Linked DNA regions of Sus scrofa: region 2 is linked to region 1. Evidence: chromatin contacts called from public promoter capture Hi-C data. All regions are on one chromosome and are shown on one strand. Each heading gives the region's core, a stretch centred on a gene start, on an enhancer-like site or on the middle of the called end of the contact. The rest is flanking DNA. Distances are from core to core; before and after follow the strand shown. Region 1 holds the start of ALKBH2 (DNA oxidative demethylase ALKBH2). Region 2 holds the start of LOC110256864.

Region 1 (2,775 bases), core at 189-2,688:
TCCCATCGTGGCGCATGGAATTGATTCTGACTAGGAACCATGAGGTTGCAGGTTCAATCCCTGGTCTCCATCAGTGGGTTAAGGATCTGGCGTTGCCATGAGCTGTGGTGTAGGTCGCAGACGGCGACTCGGATCTGGTGTGGCTGTGGTGTAGGCTGGCAGCTGCAGCTCCGATTAGACCCCTAGCCTGGGAAACACCATATGCCATGGGTGCGGCCCTGAAAAGGCAAAAGACAAAAAAAAAAAAAAAAAAAAAAACTATATTCACACAAGAGTTCATACATGAGTGGATTATTTGTATTTTCCCCAAACCGGAAACAACCCAAACGTCCCTTAAGTGGCAAGTGGGTGAACAAACTGTAGGTCATAAGTACCCTGGCAGCTACTCAGCAATAAAAAGGAATAAACAATGGATGCAAACAACATGCATACATCTTAAAAGCATTTGGCTAAGTGAAAGATGTGTGACACAGAAGGTTGTATATTGTATCATTTCATTTACAAGAAATTCTGGAAAATCAAAACTCTAGGGACCCAAAATACATCAGTGGTTGCCAGGGGCTGGGCAAGGGGAAGAGTTGATAACTAGGAGGCTTGGGGGAATTTTATGGGATGATGGAATTGTTCTGGACCTTGATTGTGGTGGTGGTCAGACAACTGTGTATGTTCATCAAAATTTGCAGAGTAGTATACTAAGAAGATTCAAAACAAAGCCCCAGCCTCTTTCCATTCCATTGGAGGAGAGAGTAAACAAAACTGTTGATGATAAAAGCTGACTTTTGGGGAGTTCCCGTCCTGGCACAGCGGAAACGAATCCGACTAGGAACCGTAAGTTTGCAGGTTCCATCCCTGGCCCCACTCAGTGGGTTAAGGATCCCGCATTGCCCTGAGCTATGGTGTTGTAGGTCGCAGATGTGTCTAGGATCTGGCTATGGCTGCGCCCTAAGCCAGCAGCTGTAGCTATGATTAGACCCCAAGCCTGGGAACCTCCATATGCCACAGGTGTGGACCTAAAAAGCCAAAAAACCAAAAAACTGATATTTGTTTGGAGCATAGAAGCCCTCCTCACACATCCTCTCATTTAATCTGCGTAGTGCTCTCGTGGCATACGTTTTGTGGTTCCCACTGTACAGAGGTGACAATTCAAGCCCAGAGAAGTTAAGTGACTTCTAGGAGCCCTGCCACTAACACTGGAGGAGACAGAAACGGAAGTTACAGGGTCTGATTGCAGAATTCACGCTCCCACCTGCCACAGTAGTCGGTGGCCCAACTCTCTGGCAGGACAGCAAATTAATCCTCAGGGAGAGATGACTCCACTCAGAACAACAGCTCCCAAGCCACCTGTGAACCTGCTGAGCGGCGGAACAAATAACGTCATCCTCAAACAAGGAGGTGCTTGCAACGTGCCCGGAGAGCCAACAGAGGGCGCCCAGAGGCCGCCCACCGATTTGTTTTGCAAATTTGCCTGCATTTCCCGCAGTTCGCCGCTAAAATCTACCCCGGAAGCAGTTCTGTGGTCCGGGTGAGTGTTTTTTCTTTCCTGCCAACCCTTTCTAGAGTGTCTGCGGGGTTCGGAGCTTCCAGGGTTTTGAAATTTTAAAGAGAACCCTCGCCACTCCCACTCCACGCACGTGTTAAAATTCTTATTTTCCATCAGAATCCAGGATGCGGGGGTATGACCACCTTTAACCGTTATTACATTTAGGTTCTGAATCATGTTCATTTAAGGATCCCAGTACTTAACCTTTTTCAATACTGGCGGGAGGACCGGTCAGTGATCCACCTCCCCACCCCCACACCCCTCCTTTGCAGGGCGGAAGGGAGAGAGAGACAGGCTTTTCTGGGTGACTTTGGGCAAACCCCTACCCCGCTCCTGGTGTCAGTTTCCCCATGTGTAAAGTAAGGGTTTGGATGGTAGTTCGCAAATTTGCCCATGGGTACCAGCTTGGGAGGTAGAGGGGTGGGGGATTTCTTAACAATTGGGACCTTTGCAGATGGAGGGCAGGCACAGCGACTTTTGCAAGCTAAGCAGCTGATGCTGGTAACTACCCAGGTGTAGGTGGCCTGCCACCAGATCACCCCAGGGATCCCTCCAGCTTTATCATCCTCTTACTCACTTTCCAGGACATGGTGTTAAACTTGGAAATGGAAACTTAAAAACAAGAAGGAGGCCTCTGTGGGACCACTTTGCATAGCAGGTTTGGGCATTTGGGACCGAGCCTGGGGCTCCGGCCACTGGCTCCTGGGTCTCTGCTTTGTGGAGACAGGATGGACAGATTCCTGGTGAAGGGGGCTGTCGGGGGCCTTTGGGGAAAGAGGGAACAAGAGCAGACTGGAGGCGGCCCAGCAGGGTTGGGAGAAGAGGAGGAAAACAGCAGGAAAAAGCCCAGGAGAGAAGGCCCAGGGAATGGAGTGGACTCGGCAGGCCTCAGCTGGCGGCGCATTCGAGCCGAGGGTCTGGACTGCGATTACACGGTCCTGTTTGCCAAAGCTGAAGCAGATGCGATTTTCCAAGAGTTGGAGAAAGAAGTGGAGTATTTTACAGGTAAGCAGAGGATGATCAGGGTGTGTGTTGGAAGGCTTGTTTGATAAAACTAGAGTAGTCCGAAAAGTGGCCTCTGTACACTGGTACCAATTAAGTCTCAGAGACAGAATTTTGGGTGAAGCAGAAAGAACAGCTGTATTGCTTTGCCAGGCAGAGGCGGCCACGGCAGGTTAACGCCTCAAAACTGTGTCCTGCCTTGAGAGGGGCTAGCAAGTCTTATAGGTTTAGCT
Region 2 (2,775 bases), core at 105-2,604, 230 kb after region 1:
CCTCCTGGGACTTGGGGCACTCTCTAGGGCACCAGTGTCTTTGGGGAGAAGGTGGTCTTTCTATAGCTGGGATGGATGCTTAGTGGGTTGTTTCCTTGTCCTGAGAACCTAGTAAATATGAGTGCCATCCCCACAGCAGAGTTTGTGAAGGACTTCCTTCCCCAATGGGTGCTTGAGACCGATGAGTTGGGTGCTGCGCCTCTCGGTATGGGAGGCCTGGACAGCCCCACAGAGCCCTGGCAGCAGGAGAGTACTCACACCAGTCATCCAGAGGGCATGGGAGGCTCTGGGCCCGGAGCAGCTCAGAACAGAAGCCGAGAAACAGGGTCCTAAAGAAGATCCACATCTTGTTTTCATAAATCCTGTGACTGCCGTGACCTCTCAGCCCCAAGTCATCCTGTGCGGTCATCCTCGTGCTGGGCGCGCTCACCGCCTCCCAGACTCGGCCATCTCGCAGGCTGGCCTTAATGTGTTCCTGGAGCTTGCCCTCAGCTTCAGACCTCGCTCCTGACGGTAAATGCCTGTGACTGTCTTCAGAGAGACAGAGGCAGAGTGTTCCAGGCCCCCAGCCACATAGCCCCCTGACTTCATAGGTCGCTGGGAGGCTCTGCGACTGTGTCAGCCTCAGGAACACTGGGGAACAGCTGGCCTTGTAAGTGATCACGGGATCAAACCAGCCCATTCTTTTGCTTTGTTGCCTCCCCCCGAAAGGAAATGTAAGGGAAACCGAGGGGAATTTTCGCCCATGATTTCCAAGGCTAAGGTCACTGTCAGTGGCTGGCTGTTTCCAGAGGGCTCTGGTTTCTGGTCAATATAGATTCCCCCGCCTCCTTTTTTTTTAAACTCATGAACAAAAAAAGGTTGGGATGCCTTGCAAAGATTTTTTTTCCCCCAGCTGCTTCGATGAACTGATTGTTGTTTGAAGTTTCCTGCATTTTGGAGTCTCTTGGGCAGCTCTCTCAAATTACGATGAGACTAAGCAGTAAGCGATCCGTGTCTACCTAAAACAGCCTAGTTCTGAAAACAAACTCAGTTGCAAGACTTTAAGAAAGGAGAGGGTGACACGTTTCAGGGATGGAAAAGTGTGCAGTTGGTGAAAACTAGACAACCTGTATTTTTCTCTTGGCTGATGGATGCTCTAGAGCTCTGTGCCTCCCATGGGTGAGTGAGACTCAAAGAAAGGGTGTGTCTCATTTCTTTGGTTATGTATAATCTTGAGCTCCTCAGCACTTGAAACTTGCAGCACAAAGGCGAGACTTCTAGAGTGGAAAGGATAACCTGGCAGTACAGGTAGCAATGGACGACAAAGCTCGGTCCAGAGCACAAGTGCTGCTGTGAGGAAATAGATAGGACTGGTTGTCAGTAATTCAAAGGCCTGAATAGGAGAGGCTGAACCAAAACCTTAGTATTTGCTCTTTGAGCAGTCGTGATTTTTAGAGTGAGGATCCAACCAGAAAAATGAACAGATTTTTATTTTGGACATACTAGCATGGAAGATAACCGTTGTTCTGATTCCAGGAGCTGCTGACTTAAATGCCGGACCATGCAGTGAGTTTTCTTAGCTCCGGAGTTATGTATTAGACTTAGCTGAGTTGTTTATTCCAAGATGAGAATGTTTATTAACATTAGCTCTCTGGGACAGTGGTGATCTTGCTGTTTTATATTACAGAAAATGTCCTTGTATTTTCATCAGGACTTGATTTGCTTTCTTAAAAAAGAAAAGGTGGCACATCATTGTAAATGAACTATAATTTTTTAAAAGTGCTTCCGTTTCTTAGAGATTTTTCTTTCAAATCAAATATGTTAATTGGTTGCTCAAGAGAGAATGAATGATTTGGATAGTTCTCTATAATTTGAGCTGTAATCTTCATAAAATTAATAAAAGTGAAATGTTTTTTGCATTATGAAGAGTATTACGTGTTTTATAGTACTTTGAAAATTCAAAAATACAGAAAAAGCTGGAGTTCCCGTCGTGGCTCAGTGGTTAACGAATCCGACTAGGAACCATGAGATTTCAGGTTTGATCCCTGGCCTTGCTCAATGGGTTAAGAATCCGGCATTGCCATGAGCTGTGGTGTGGGTTGCAGACGCGGCTCGGATCCTGAGTTGCTGTGGCTGTGGTACAGGCTGGCAGCTACAGCTCCGATTAGACCCCTAGCCTGGGAACCTCCATATGCCACAGGAGTGGCCCCATAAAAGGCAAAAAACAAACAAACAAAAAACAGAAAAAGCTTTCGACAAAATTAGGGAACCTATGTCAACATCACAAAGGCCATATATGACAAACCCACAGCTAACATTGTCCTCAGTGGTGAAAATTCAAAAATCGTTTACAAAAGTTAATGTTTGCTCAATATGGCAAATTTGGAGGATACAAGATGTAGAAAGAAAATCATAGGTGGTACACCCCTCCACCCCCTGCAAAAACACCGCTAATAATTTTGGTGTCTCTTATATGTAGTTTTCAGAGTTGATGGTGTTTGTAAATAATTGGCAGTAATTAATAACTAATACAGTCAGTCAAGTTTATAGTCTTAATTTCTGCTGAAGATTTTTTTATGACCAAATTGTGAAAGTGAAACTTTTATTGTAATTTTTTAAATTATAGGCTGAATGTAAATGTTATTGCTTCTTAAGATAACAAAGACAAAAGATTCATTGGTTCGGAGTTCCCGTCGTGGCGCAGTGGTTAACGAATCCAAGTAGGAACCATGAGGTTGCGGGTTCGATCCCTGCCCTTGCTCTGTGGGTTAACGATCCGGCGTTGCCTTGAGC

What was found. Promoter capture Hi-C pulls out the DNA fragments that hold promoters and counts their contacts.
Region 2: a contact with region 1 is called in a promoter capture Hi-C map of fetal liver, with 2.9 times the contacts expected there. The contact joins the promoter of LOC110256864 here to the promoter of ALKBH2 in region 1. A contact is called at or near these places in 1 of 5 promoter capture datasets (fetal liver) and 1 of 2 datasets of contacts at active chromatin or transcription factors (skeletal muscle).

Annotation. Positions count from the first base shown.
Region 1 is chr14:41,758,989-41,761,763 of Sscrofa11.1, forward strand. ALKBH2 (DNA oxidative demethylase ALKBH2) reads left to right here and starts at 1,439. Exons shown (of 4, transcript XM_005670740.3): 1 at 1,439-1,522; 2 at 2,125-2,545. The coding sequence starts at 2,269.
Region 2 is chr14:41,991,026-41,993,800 of Sscrofa11.1, forward strand. It overlaps LOC110256864, which reads right to left and starts at 1,355. Exons shown (of 2, transcript XM_021074058.1): 1 at 259-1,355. The coding sequence starts at 682. All of the region lies in intron 2 of SSH1 (protein phosphatase Slingshot homolog 1), which reads left to right.